2 separate regions of the Arachis hypogaea genome follow, and region 1 is linked to region 2. The links are chromatin contacts, called in public Hi-C maps. All regions are on one chromosome and are shown on one strand. Each heading gives the region's core, a stretch centred on a gene start, on an enhancer-like site or on the middle of the called end of the contact. The rest is flanking DNA. Distances are from core to core; before and after follow the strand shown. Region 1 holds the start of LOC112776101. Region 2 has its middle 4.2 kb from the start of LOC112776966.

Region 1 (7,891 bases), core at 267-2,766, 57 kb before region 2:
ATGCAAGTGTATTCATTATAAAAAGAATACAAAATAACAGAAACCACTTCAAAAGGGTAAATAAAAACCATTAGATAATTTAATATGTATGACTAAATTATAATACAATATTTCTATAATTTTATCAAATTTCTTATTGAGTTTCTATTTTTTATTTTATAATCACATCCTTACGTTCCAAAAATATTTAACTTAAAATATGTTAAAAAAATCTAATTAAAAAAATCCAATTAAAAGTTTTTAAAACGTAAGACTTAAGAATAATTCTAAGACTAACAGAATAATTTAATTGAAAATTGCCAGGTAAACAATGACTATCTTGAACAACATGAACAACTACCAATTAAATAAAAATACACTACATCCTAATTTAATGCTATTAATTAAATTTAAGATTAATTTACTCTTTTAACTTTATTAATTTACATTGTTCACACATTGTTAAAAAATGTTGTTACTTACCTATACTTTTCCTAATTTAAATAAGATATTTCACGTAAAAAAGCTTCTTACCAGGAAAAGAAAGACGAGTGGGAATCTGGAATCCAAACCCAAGATCCGTACAAGCCTTCACTTCCTCCATGTCCATGCACAGTGACCTGCTCCTACCTTTCACACTTTGATCATGAACCACATCATCTTCCTCTTTATCTTTGTTCTTGCTCTTACTACCCTTTCTTCTTCTCCTCATCCTCCTCTTCTTTGTTTTCTCCTCATCATTGTTAATTTCATAGTCCTTGGTTGCAATTGGTGTATGAATTGGCACCCCAGGAAATGGTAAAGAGTAAAAGCTACCGAACTCGGTTTCAGAGCCAGAGGAACACCTTGCATGGGTCTCTTTGCCGTGATCTTCGGAGAATTCGCCGTCGGCGTCTGCGTCGCCTTCCAAGCTTTCTATGGACAAGCCTGAGACAAACATGGCCATGACATCATTAACATCCTCTTCATCATCATCTACGTCGTACGTAGTACTGCTGGTACAAACAGAAAGCCGAGACAAGTTGTGTGTTTGAGAGTGTTGATGATGAACATAACCTTCATCGATATCGTTGTCAAAGTCTTCTTCTAACATGGAAGAATGATATGTGAATAAAAATTATGAAGAGTTCTATTTTGATTGATCACAGTCACCGATGAATTGAAGAAATTGAAGCAAGAGCTACTAGAGAAGGAGAAAAAATACAGTGTTTATTGTGTTGGAAAAGAGAGGAAAATAAAATAGAGCAACGTTATATTGTGTGTTAGCAACTGTGATTCATACGTTTTTCATTTCATGATAAGTTAGCCAAGTGAAGAGACACTTTCAACCACCAAATTTATAATTAAACTTCATACACCTTCTTTTATAAAAAATAATAAATAAAAAGATATTAAGACAGTTGCCTTAAATGTAGCCTACAGTTCCCTCAGAGCAATTCCTAGAATGCTTTTTGGAGTATAATTTTTGATATTTTTAAAAAATTAATTGATATAGAATATAAAATTTCTATTGAAAATTTATAGATGAATGAAACTGGTCTGATCTTGAAGTGACGGCATCATATTAATGAAAAACTAATAAAATTTGTTATTTATATAACTATTTTGATTAAATAATTAAAAATAATATAAAATTTTAATTGAACTAAAATAAAATATTAAAATAATAAATTTTATTTTTTAATTTTAAATTATTATTTATGATATATAAACTCATAAATATTGATATGTCATGTTTCGAGAATTGCTTGAAACGGTGATTTGGGTCTGAACGTGAGGTCCAGACTCCTAATGAGGCAGTGTCCGACTTGTTCTGGTGCCGAGGTGCTGCCGTCTGAGTTCCTCGTGAGGAGGTGGGGGATGGTACCTACAAGAGACTCCGATGTTTAAGTTAGCAAGGACTTTAAGCAGGTTTTTAGTAGATTAGAACTTAAGTATACTTGAAGGATATCAGTGTATTTATGGTAGAGTTGTTTGACCACCTTTGTTGAAGTAGTTCCACCTTTAAGGTGAGTAACTGTTCCTTTAATCTAGGGAGTTTGTTGGGATATATCTTTCAGGAAAGATAGAGATAGTCGGAGAGATTCGGGGAGATATGTACTTATTTGGATAAGTATAAGCTGGTCCCTTTCATCGTGTCTGACCTCTTTAAAGAGGTCGGGTATGCAGTAGAGGTCACCTTCTTGGGTGGGCCTTTCATCCTTATTGGGCCTGACTTTCAGGATATGAACATTGCTCCTGCTTAAGTCTGAGCTTTCAGGAGGTCGGGTTCAAGCATTTTATGGTACCAGTTATGACACCGGGTACACCGCCTTCAAGAGGTCAGGTACTCGACGTGTTTTGAAATTTTGAACTTTGCCTTTTTAAATGAGGGACGAACGTTACGCGACAGTTCCCTTGGGATCTGTGCACGTCTTTAAAGAGGAGTGTGAAATGACTATTTTTCCTTTCTCTCTTATAAATACTTCGCGCCTTCTTTCTTCTCCCTTCTTCCATTTTTGAAAACTCTTCATTTGCTTCTTTCATCACAAAATTCTTTTGTTTTCTTTCTTTGTTTCTTGTTTCTCAACAGTTTTCAGTTCCAAGATTTCTCCATCTTGGACCTTTTGAAAATCTTGTTTTACTGTACTAAAAGGATCATTCGTGTTTACTATTGTTTGGCGTGCCCCTTTCATTCTTCGAATCTTCATTAAAATTGGTGCCCTTGACTCTTGGTACCCCTTTTTTTGTGTAACTGTTCTTTTGGTCTTTTTTTTTTAATCTGTTTCTTGTATTGGGGCGACATTAGTAGCAGAGATTCTTTGTATTGTTGATTTTGTTTGTATCTGTAAAACTTTTCTTTGAAAAAAATTATTGATTGCTGCCGCTTTGTCTACTAAAAACTCCATTTTAAAACTGCCTTTTGCCATCTGATGTTATTGTTGTGAATGTTTGGTTGTGTTTCTGGAATTTGGAGAAACTTGTTATCGTTTTATTGCTGTAGAATATAGTCATGTTGCTCCCCAATGGTGTCGCTGCGGGTGATATAGTAGGGGCACCATTTTTTATATTTTCTGTTTGCAAAAGATCTTCTGAAATAACGTTTTGTGTTTTGTGTCTTTTACCCGACTTCTTTTAGATAACCTCTGAACTCTTTCATGATGACTTATTTTTGTATTTGTAGGCGTAGCTTTTATGTTTCAGTCTGTTATTCACGACTTATGATGAAAATCCCTCCTTCTCTTTTAACTTGGGTAGATTCTTCTGTCCTTTATGCTATTCTTGTAGTCGATAAAGAATGTCCTTTTTGTATATACCATAGGCTATGTGAGAGTCGAGAGGATGAAAGGAATTATGAAATAATAGTGGCTGATTCCGAGGAGAGGATTTGCTTTCCCCTATAGAGAAACTGGAAAGCTCCTTTTTTTATGCCTACGAGTGCTTTTTTATAAAGTTAGGTATCAAACTCCCTTTTTCTGATTTTGAGACAAATATTCTTTGGACTTGCAATGTTGCTCCCTCCCAACTTCATCCGAAATTTTAGGCATTTTTGAAAATCTACCAGCTCCTGTGTCGGGAGCTCGATATTCGACCTTCTCTGAAGGTCTTCTTTCACCTTTTTGTCTTGACCAAACTTGGGTCTTTGGTGCGGCGTGTACGCAAACCCCACACTTTCCGTACAGCAGCAGTACCAGCAAGTACACTGGGTTGTCCAAGTAATACCTGAGCGAGTCAGGGTAGATCCCACGAGGATTGTGGCTTGAAGCAAGCTTATGTTTGTCCTGCAGGTCTTCGTCAGACAGATCAGAAGGAGTATAATTTAATGTGTTTTAATATTGTATAAATTACTTTTTATCTCAAATAGAGTCAGTAATGGAAATGGAGAAAATGAGTAATTAGGACTAAGAAGTCGTGTAAACTATGAAAAGAGAATAGTTGAGGATTGGAGTTGCTTAGCCTTTCTGAATTGATTCTGGTATCACTGTCTTCTTTGCTTGTGGATGATGTCCTTCTATGGCAGGCTGTATGTGATCAAATCCATTGCCCGTGGTCATTGATCTCCTCTGCTACAGAATAAACGCCAGGGCCCTTGGTCATTCAATCTAACGGAGGTTGAAGCTCTAGCAAATCATTCTCCTGGCGATCATACTTAAAATGCCACAGACAAGGTCGAATCTTCTGGATCAGAGAATACTGCTTCTTTGGATTCTAGCCTATACCACGGAGACCCTAATCTCCCCAAAAAATGGCTGAACTGGTGTATCGAGAAGTCCCCAACGAAGTCATGAATTAACCGTCTGAGATATGTATAAACCTAGCTGTTGGCTCGTGCTTTCCTTCCAAGTATTCACACGAATCCAAGTAGACGCGGGTGTTTGTCAGGCACGTTCGTTTTAATTTGATGAACAAAGATAATTTGTCAGATCATCCTATTCACCACGATGAAGATCGGATATACATCTTAGAAGTAAATCAAACACCGATCGAAGAAGAAACAGTAATACTTTTATTAATTCATAAGACTCAGCAGGGCTCCTCCCCTCAACCTAGGAGGTTTAGAAACTCATACTGAGGTATAAAACAATGATAAAATATGTATGATGGTAAAAGTGATGTAAAAGTCGTGTAAAAGTGTTCGAATAACATGAATAAAATTCCTTAAATACTAAACTAATGACTAGTAAGGGTAAAACAGTCTTTCTAGTGCTAAAATCCACTTCTGAGGTCCACTTGGTGAGTGTTTAGGCTGAACTTTGATAAAATCCACGTGCTATGAGGTCTCTTGGGCGTGGAACGCCAGCTAGGAGATCCTCTTTGGGCGTTTGGACATTGGGCTTTGCTCCTTGGGTGCTGGACGCCAGAAAGGGGGCAGGAAGCTGGCGTTGGACGTCAGTTTTGGGCCTTCTAATCCGAAACAACGTATAAACTATTATACGTTGATGGAAAGCTCTAGAAGTTAGCTTTTCATAGCTATTAAGAACGCTCCATTTGGACTTTTGTAGCTCCAGCAAATCTCTTCCAAGTGCAAGAAGGTCAGATTTGGATAGCATTTGCAGTGCTTTCTCTGTCTCTGAATCAGACTTCTGCTCCAGCTCCTCAAATTTAGCCAAAAAATACCTGAAATGGTACAAAAATATACAAACTCAAAGTAAAATCCAAAAATGTAAATTTAACACTAAAACCTGTAAAAACTTAATAAAAACTGAATAAAACATATTAAAAACTACATGTAAACTAAGCCAAAATGCGTATAAAAAATCCGCTCATCGCAACACCAAACTTAAACTGTTGCTTGTCCCCAAGAAACTAAAAATGAAATAGGATGAAAATAAGAGTAGGATGCAATAAATTTTTGAGTTTCCAATGAAGCTCAGTCAATTAGACGAGCGGGGCTTAGTAGCTTTTTGTTTCTGAATAGTCTTGCCATTTCACTATCCATTGAAAGTTAGAATGGCTGGCATCTTTAGGAACTTAGAATCCAGATGATATTATTGATTTTCCTAGTTTAGCTCTTTTTTATTCTTGAACACAGCTTTCAGAGTCTTGGCCGTGACCCTAAGCACTCTGTTTTCCAGTATTACCACAGGATACATTCATGCCACAAACACTTTAACTGGGTGAACCTTTTCAAATTGTGACACAGCTTTGCTAGAGTCCTCAGATAGAGGTGTCCAGAGTTCTTAAGCACACTCTTTTTACTTTGGACCACGACTTTAACCGCTCAGTCTCAAGCTTTTCACTTGACACCTTCACGCTACAAGCACATGGTTAGGGACAGCTTGTTTGAGCCGTTTAGGCCAGAATTTTATTGCTTTGGGCCCTCCTAACCACTGATGCTCAAAACCTTGGGCCCTTTTTTCCCTTGACTTTTGGTTTAAAGGGTTATTGGCTTTTTCTGCTTCTTTTTTTCATATGCTTTTCTTTTTCTTTTTCTTTTGCAACATGCTTTTTCTTTTTGCTACTTTTTCTTGCTTCAAGAATCAATTTTTGGATTTTTCAGATCATCAATAATATTTTTTCTTTTTCTTCATTCTTTCAAGGGCCAGCATCAAAAAATTCAACTTCAAAAATGCACTGTTTATTCATGCATTCAGAAACTAAAGTAATGCCACCACATCAAAATAATTAACTGTTCTTTATTGGAAAACTCGAAAATTTAAGCACCTTTATTTCTTCTAAAAAAACCTACTATTTTATTCATGTTTAATGATGATAAGAGGAATAATTTATAGCCAATTGAAAAAATAAAAATTAATTACTACTAATACTTAAGTACTCCTAAAAATTAAAAGACATAAAATAAAAATAAAAATAAAGACTTAAATACTACTAGTGATCATGCAACCTAATTATGAATAAGAATAACAAAAATATGAAAAACAGGAATTAGAATAGCCATAGAGTTGAAACTCAACAACCTTCAGCTTGTGGGATGTTGTTTTCTTCAGGCTGTGGGACACATGGCTTTCAGCTTGAGGGGCCCTGGGCTCTTTAGGAGAGAGCTTCTGGCGCTTCAGCTCCTTAAGCTCATGCCCTTGCTTCTCCTGCTCTTTGATCAGTTTGCAAATCATGCTAGTCTGATCTTTTTGCTCCTCTCTGAACTGATCTAACGTGCTCTGTAAGTGAATTATGTAACACCCCAATTACCCTAAGCCTTACCTCTAGCTGTAAAGCAAAGGTTAATCAGAGGTTACGACAGTCCTAAGGCTTATACATATTTATATATAGAAAGAAATAATATATTCTAGGAGCCCGATGAAGGATTAAGCTCAAAGACAGATTTACAAAAGCGCGAAACGTTCACACGAAGCTAACGCATAAGATACAAGGTATAAGTATAAGAGAATAAAATATATATAAATATAAGAATATAATAATCATAGAGAACTAGCCGCAGCTTGCGGAGTTTAAGCCGACTAGTTACAAATAGAAAGATACAGAGCTTTAGAATTAAAACAGCTTATACAACCTATCTCTCAAATAAGCCTCTAAGGCCATAAAGATAAATATACAAAAGGTGAGAGAATACTATGACGAAAGTAAAACAGAAACAAACAAGGAACGAACCATACTCTGCTTTGTCACCATATCAGCAATCTCACCGAAGAAGATTACGACCTGCATCTGAAAAATAACAGCAAAGTATGGAATGAGAACCGGAGGTTCTCAGTATGGTAACAGTGCCCAATAATGTGAGATGTAAGGCTACGGGACGCCGAAGGCAATCCTAGAACTTCACATCACATACAGATATTCAAGCTTAACGAAATAAAATAAATACATAAGAAACTTAAACCATAAACCGGGTTATCTAAACTTAGGAGAATTCTAACTAATACTAATCACACTGCTGTATCCCACAGCCTTCGCCAACCTAACCTCCGTGCGATCCCATCGCCACTACCTACCTAACCTCCTCAGCACCAGACAAACAGTAGATAAATGTAAGCAAGTAAAAACACAGATAGTATTCATTTACAGCAAGTAATTCAAGAAGCAAGTAAGCATGTTATACAGTTAGGCAAACTCAAGTAATCAAAGCAAACAAGCATATAGAAGATGCGTATGATGAATGTTTATCATATTAGCTCGTCATATCACTTGTCGGTCCGTAAATGCCAACCCGACACATCCTCCCGGATGTAGCCTTTTCTGCCACGCCAGGGATATAGTGCCCTGCACACTCATGCAGTAGCTCTTCTGCTACGCCAGAGATATAGGGCCCTGCACACTCATGTAGTAGGGAGTCTACTACGCTAAGGATATAGGTCCCGCACACTTCCTGCAGCAGAGAAGGAACCAACCACAACAAATCATGCAGCAGAATAATCTGTCACGCTGGGGATATAGGCTCCGCACACTCTCATATAATCCAATTATTTTCTCATTATCAAATCATCACCAGACATTACCATTCCTCATCTCAAATCAC
Region 2 (7,849 bases), core at 168-2,667:
AGATTAATTAGTTTGGTGATATTTAGATACTCATAAAAGTAAAAAGAAAAAAGAAAAGCTAAAATACTCTTCTTATACTATTATCTTTTATCCTATCATGGATACCAAACATGCTTTTAATTAATAATCATCAAGAGTATGTTAAGTGTACATTTTTATTATTAATTGACGAGCTAATCTTTACCTTATATTTCACAAAAACACCCGATCAATGAAGAATTGAACAATAGTAGAAATTTATTTTATATTGTCACGTGATTTCTTACTATTTAAATAGACTTATTTTTCTAATTTTTTTTAGGGTGAGCACGGGTCGATTTGGTTCAGGTTCAAAGTAAAATTAAAATCGAACCGATCAAAATATAGTTGGTTCGGTTTGGTTCGGACTTACGTTTTTTTGTATATGTACCCGAATCAAACCAAATCGATTAAGAATGGTAATTGGGTATCCGATGACTTTGAAATTCATAAAAAAAATTTATCTAAAAAATTCAACAAGTATAATAAACGTGTAACATCAATAGAAATAATCTAAACATATTAAACACCAAATCATTAAAAACTAAACTCATTAAAATCCAAATATATTAATAGTGAATAATTTTTGTCTAATGAAAATACAAAAGTGCAATAAAAATATTAGAAACTAAATACAAAAGTCTAGTGAATAATATTTCAAAGAAGCTAAAATCAAAACACATTAAAATCCAAACATTAGAAGCTAAATACAAAAGGAAAATAGAAATATTTGTCTAGTTTTCAAAGTGTTAGGATTATGAGTTGCAAAACTCACTAAAAACAATATTTTTTATTTTTTTTTATTTAATTAATATATAATCGGATTTACGGGTTAGTTTGGTTCCGTACCCTAAAATCGATATCCGAACCGATCAGTAACAAAGGTTATTGGTTTGGTTCGGATTAGACCCGATTACCCGTTAATTCTAGAACCAATTTAATTGGTTCGGTTTGAATTCAGACGGGTAATCGGGTACCCGCTATCTGTACTCACCCCTAATTTTTTCTCAATTTTGATAATCAAACTAAATTGACTAATTCATCTGGATCAATTAAAAATTGGCTATTTAGTTGGTTCAAAAGAAAAAATTTGATTGCTGTGTATCGTTAAAAAATTGGTAAAACCATAAAAGTCAATGAATTGGTTAAACTAATATGATTTTTTTTAATGAAAAACTAGTTCAAAAGTTTTTAGAAAGATATAATCTATATATAAATATATCATTTTATTATATTAGGTTCAACCTGGATCATATCTCGAAATTTTTGAATCTTTTAACTTTACTAATTTAATTATCAATCTTGTTTTTAGAATGGTTTCCCTCTTACTTAACCCATATAATAGAAACTTTTTTTTTGGTCATACAACACACTCACACACACACATCCCACAAAACAGAAACTTAGAAAGAGTAATCTTCCAAATTGAAATTTAGCCAATTTTTTTTTCAACAAATTAGCCTCTTACAGAAACAAAAACATAACAAATTGGTCCCCGGTTTTGAAAGCAAATTTTTGGTTAGGTCTTCAAAAAACAAAAAAGCTATGCTAACTACCATTGCCCACAGTAGCCCATATATTATGGGGAAAATGGCAATTCTAGTGCTCCTAGATAGTCTAATTCGTTTTTTTTTGGTAAGAGTATGATTCTAGAAGATTAAGAGTCTAATTCTATTCACACACATTTTGTCCCTGCTAATATTTGGGCCTAGCCCCCAACGCATGTTTTGTAACTAAAAAGTCTTCCCTATAGAAAATTTCTTATAAATATAATTAAAAAAAGTAGATTGCCATAGTTAACACTTAAAACTTAGTTGAATACTTGAACTTGGGGTTAATACTCAAATTAGTCTTGAAAGATCACGCGATCGTCTCTGAATGATTTTTTTTAATCAAATTAGTCCCTGAAAGATAAAATGTAAGTCAAATTAGTCTTTTCGTCAGTTGGATGATGACGTGTCACGTGAAGTACCACGTGGCATGCCACCTGGCAGGTCAGTGACAAATCATGTGTCACTTAACATGTAAAAAAGTTTTTTATAGTCAAAATAGTCCTTGAAAGTCTAGACGTAAGTCATTTTCATCCCTCAAATTTTAAAAATTAGTCAAACTAGTCCTTATATAATTTTTTTATAATATTAAATTTACAATATTTTTTGATACTACTAATTTTAATATTATTTTTTAAACCTTAATAAACAAAATTCTCTTTACATAAAATAATAAAAATAATTAAATTTTTATAAAATTATTTTGTCATTTGTATTTTAAAATTTTACATTTTCAAATTGTAATTTTTTATGTGAATTTTTTTTTATTTAAATGAGTTTATCAAATTATTGTTGATTATATATTTAAAAATTTAATATTTTAAATTTTACTAAATAATATAGTAATTATTTTAAATTTTAAATCTTTTAAATTTTTTAAAATTATAATTTTTATTATTGTTTAATTTATATAGTAAAACTCAATAATTGAAAAACTGAATTATGGAATCACTTTTTAAATCTTAATATTCTAATATAATTTTTTAAATATTTCATTTAAAACAAAAGGAATTTTATTTTAATACGAAACATATCTATTTATATAATGTACTAGTGCGGAGTAGCCTGTGTTATGCATAGGTATAATGTTTCCTATTTCATTTTATTTCATTGATTTGTGAAATTAAAAGAAAAATTATATAATCTATCTCAAACATATAAAACACAAAAATTTATTACGATCTTTGCACGTATTACGCTTAAGAAGCAATTCGTTTATAATAATAATAATAATAATAATAATAATAATAATAATAATAATAATAATAATAATAATAATAAAGCAACAAATTTTCAATATTTTTGTAAAGTTTGGAATTGAAGCAAAATTTGTGGATCTTCTTGAATTTTGACTCTAAGTATCACTACCATTACATCCTATATGTAAGTAATACCGTAATGGAAAAAAAAAGATGTAGTAGAAAAAAAATAGTGGTATAACTTTGTTTAGGTTAACATACATAAATTTTAATTTTGAGCATATAACTTTGTTTAGGTTAATAAATATATACATTTCAATTTTGAGTATATATATATATATATTCCAGCAAAATCTAATAATGTAAGAAAAATGTTTTAGAATAGAAAAGAATAAGAGAGATTTTGAGAAGAATAAAAGGAGAGAGATAATTTTATTGAAAAAATTTTTAAGAAGAAAAGATACAATTACTAATTAATGTTTTGTTTGTCAATTACATTTCTATTAAAATTAATAGTATCAAAAAATATTTCAAATTTAATATTATGAAGAAAAAATAAAAAATTATATAAGGACTAATTTGACTAATTTTTAAAATTTGAGGGATGAAAATGACTTACGTCTGGACTTTCAAAGACTATTTTGACTATAAAAAACTTTTTTACATGTCAAGTGATGCCATGTGTCACTTAACGTGACACGTCATCATTTAACTGACGAAAGGACTAATTTGACTTATATTTTATCTTTTCAGGGACTAATTTAATTAAAAAATTATTCAGAGACAAAAATAAAAATCACGTGATCTTTTAAGAACGAATTTGAATATTAACCCTTGTTAAAGTGTTTTTTCACTTGCAACCATGTCCCTTCCAAAAATTTAGGATACGAACGGATTCTGAGATAGATTTGGAACATACTATAAAGAGGAGACATCCAATACCTTTTTCTATCTCTCTACTTTTTCTTGTTTTTTCATTTTTTTTTAATTTTAATTTAATTTAGTTTCTCTTACATATTCGCCAATAACGTCATATTGAAAGAATTAGTTGTCTAATGGGTCTGCAAGATTCAAAATTTGACTTCAATTGAACTCATGTTTACCATACATTACAATTTTCATACCAGTTCTTAATTATTTAATTTTGTTGCCCACATTAGAGGTACTATCAGATAAAATTGATACAAGCATCAAAATCGCGCATACATTAGAAATTAGTGATCTTTTTTATTTTTTTTTATTTTTTTATTTTTTTATTATTTTTTTTTTCGCAGAAGATAATATTTCATCTTTAAAAGGGATGAGAAGAAGTTAGGTTGATTCCCGAAACATGCCAACAAATTTTATTCCAGCTAGTAAATCTAACTCTGCACAAATAAAAAATCTCTTTTGCTTGAATACATCTAGTATCATAGTGCAAGAGTAGATGTATTCTAAGGGAGTTAAGCTTTAAAGTAGTTCTTAAAATTACACTCAAGTCTTAAAGTGGTTCCTAAAGTTAATAATTACCTAATTTCATCCTTAAACTTGCACTTCGGGACTCATACTAGTCCCTAAAATATTTTTCGTTCATTGAGACACTAAAACGATGTTTTATATTCATAAAAAAATAAAAAACCTGGACCTCCCCCTCCGTTCCTCTTTTCCTTCCTCTTTTTCTTCTTTTCCTCATATTCTTTGTGTTCCTTGACTTCTCATCATCACTTTTCCACCGCCAACGAGCCACTGCCAGCGGACACCTCCCTCTCCGCCGGCAACGTCGCGGACCACCGGCGCAACCCACTGGACCATTGAAGCCAGCGCCTTTTCTCCACAACCTCGCTGCTGGCTACCACCACCCGAGCGCCGCCGTCGAACCCAGACTACTGCGACGTCTCCCTCTGTTGTTCCTTCCCAAGCCGCCAGCTGTCAGCCGCTAGCAACCCCAGAGACCACCCCATGACCCCTTCTTCTTCCCTCCTCTTCCTATTCTTCTTCTCCTTGTTTTTCTCCTCCTCTTCGCGCAAGACTAGCCACCGCTTCCACCACCCTATGCCGCTGGCCTGCTTCTTCCCTTCGACCTCATCATCACTTACAGAGCATCACCCTGCGCCGCTGGCCTGCCCCTTTTTGTCTCCTCTTCCTATTCTTCTTCTCCTTGATTTTCTCCTCTCCTTGTTTTATCTTTTTCTTTGTGTGTTTGATGAAGAAAGCAAGAAGTTCAAGAAGCGAAAAGTGGTTTTAAGAGGTAAAAGATGCATACTTTGGTGAAAAGAAAGAAAAAGCTGAGACGGGCATTGGTGGGTGGCCAGAGAGAGATGTCGAAGATGAGAGGAAAAGGATAGTGAGCGTTGGGGAAAGGGAAGGGGAAGGGGAAGGGGAAGGGGAAGGGGAGGGGGATGCTCTTATATATATATAATACAAAACGACGCTGTTTTAGTGTAACGGAAAATGTTTTAGAGACTAGTATGAGTTCTGGAGTGCAAGTTCGAGGATGAAATTGGGTAACTATTAACTTCAGGGACCACTTTAAAACTCGAGTGCAACTTCAGAGACCACTTTTAGACTTTAAATCATTCTAAGGTAGTTGAAAATCACTCCAAATATGTTGGTCTTCTTACTTTTGTAGGGTCTAGGATTAGGAAGAATAGTTTAAAAATTTTAATTAATTTTTAAGTAGTTGGATAATTTTGTCTATAGGGCTTATGACGTCAGTTTCGGTTTTTAGTAGTTTTGTGAGCATTTTAAACATCTATAAGTAAAAATCACGATTTTTAATTTTGGTGTTGGATTTTCAATGGTGTTTTTAAATAATGTGTTTTTTTATGTGAAGAGCATAAATTTGAGGGTCAGATTTATAACTTTTAATTTTTTTTACCTTGCAAATGTTTTTTTTTTTTTAAACATACAAATCCAACCCTCAAATTTATATTTTAGTATTAAAAAAATTTTAAATATGCAAATCGGATCCTCCTATTTGTTTTACGATAGAAAAAAATTATTCTAACACAAATTCGATGATCCAATTTGTGAACATAGGAAATCTGACTTTTAAATTTTTCTACCAATTTTATTATTCTTTAAATTTGAGGGTCCGATTTATTAATTATTTAAAATTAAAAAACAAATTATATAAAAAAATACACCAATTAATCATTATTATGAATTACACATAATTTTTTTTCATATCTACAAAATTAGCCTAAAAATCACGCACAACTTTTTCTATAAATTTTAACTTTTGTTAATTTAAAATAAAGCAAAGTTTTAAACTAAAAAAAGTGATATTTGAACAAAATAGTTTTGTTTGGGTTTGTGGAATAAACAAATTAAAGACACATATTAACCGCATTGTATTTTACTAAGTTGTACGAAAAAGAAAAAATAATGTGTAGTTGAGAGGTGACTTTGCATATTTGGACAAAAAATTTAGTGAAAAGAGAAATAATGTAAATGTAGTTAAGAGGTGATTTTCTTTATATATATACTAACAAATATAGGTTTGCATTGTTGAATAAACAAAGTTATTGTTATTCATGTTTTCTTCTCCCATTTAATTTGTAGTAAGATTTATTATTCTTAGTTTTTATTTTTTTTTTATAAATTACCATTTCTATCAACAAATATTTAAGATGCTAATAAATTTTATTGCCAAAAAATAAAACTAATTTTATACTAATAAAAAATGAGTTTCTCTTTACATATTCAAACTAAAAAACATTACAAATTTTAAAATTTTTCTGTAACCTCATTCAAATTCTAATTCTACTCGGTCACCAATTTTAAATTCACCACTGCTACAACTAATTTCTCTCTCTCAAGTAGGATTAGAAGTGAGTCAAGCCAATTTATTATGAACCAGTTCGAACTTGACTTGTTAATAGTTCGATAAGTTGAGCTCGTGAGCTTATGGGCCGAGCTTGAGCCTATAATTGAACTCATAAATTAAATGAGACAAACTTAAAACTTGAATAAGCTTAACTCATTAGCTCGTAAATTGGCTCGATTATATATATATATATATATCTTATATACATTTAGTTTATACTTTTTAATATTATATATATACATATAAATACTAAAATAGTAATATATAATTTTACATATATTAATGTTTTTATTTAGAATTTTATAATTATTTTTTATATGATTTTGATATAAGACATAAATAAAAAATTCATAATTAATAGATACACAACGTACAAAATTAATATTTTTTAATATATATATATATATATAAAAGTTATATATAATTTATTGATATAAAATTATAGATTATGTTCATGTTATTTAAGCTAACTCGTGAACTCGAGTTAATTCATGAGCTTTCGGTGAACCAAACTTTAACTTAAGAAATAGGCTCGATTATTAATAAGTTGAGCCGTAAGCCAAGCTTAATTTTTGTGAACCGAACTTGAGCTTACTCTAGCTCAACTCAACTCGACTCACTTCCAACTTTACTCTTCGGCTCTTCGTATCTCTCTCTCTCTCCACCACCAGGAGAAACATTTCAAAGGCAAAACAACAAGAAGATGCTACATTGTCAAATTTAATATTAGCAACGAAACAAACATTTCAAATATTAGCGTTGTTTCCATACACTCTCCCTCCAATTGCCATTTTTCATATTTCAAATGATAGTCTTTCCCATTCAAACCCAAATACACTTATATCACAAGAATGAATAGTTCCAACTACCAAGTGAATTATCTGTTAATTTTGTCGTGCTGAACTCTAAACTAAACATATTTCTTAATGGATAAAAATGTTGTGGGAAAAGGAAATAATAATTAGACCTGAATGAATCATCGGAACAAATGGATTAGTTGAATGTATTGGTCAATTGAATGTCAAATGAGTTTGTTGAATGTATGGTGGAGCCGGCTGGCGGTGATGGCGACGACAACGACGGTGGTAATAGTTGATTGAGAATTGAGAACACACTACTAAAATTTAGACATTTGCTAACACTTTTTATGTAACATTTTTTAAAATGTTAGCTATACTAATAAAATTACACCTTTAGCAACATTTATTCATAAATGTTAGAAAAGATATTTTTTAAAAAAAACAAAAAAAAAATCAGATAGAAATGTCACCAAA

The links. Hi-C and Micro-C count contacts between places; a contact is called where the count stands out from the background.
Region 1: a contact with region 2 is called in a Hi-C map of leaf, with 2.1 times the contacts expected there. The contact joins the promoter of LOC112776101 here to the enhancer-like site in region 2. A contact is called at or near these places in 3 of 8 Hi-C or Micro-C datasets (leaf and an unstated tissue).

Annotation. Positions count from the first base shown.
Region 1 is chr19:26,681,580-26,689,470 of arahy.Tifrunner.gnm2.J5K5, reverse strand. LOC112776101 reads right to left here and starts at 1,516. Exons shown (of 2, transcript XM_025820088.3): 1 at 514-1,516. The coding sequence starts at 1,072.
Region 2 is chr19:26,624,454-26,632,302 of arahy.Tifrunner.gnm2.J5K5, reverse strand. No RefSeq gene overlaps it. Among protein-coding and RNA genes, the nearest start is that of LOC112776966, 4.2 kb to the right of the region's middle. Within about 2 kb of position 1,417, at least 2 of the 3 cell types and tissues checked have open chromatin away from gene starts, as enhancers often do.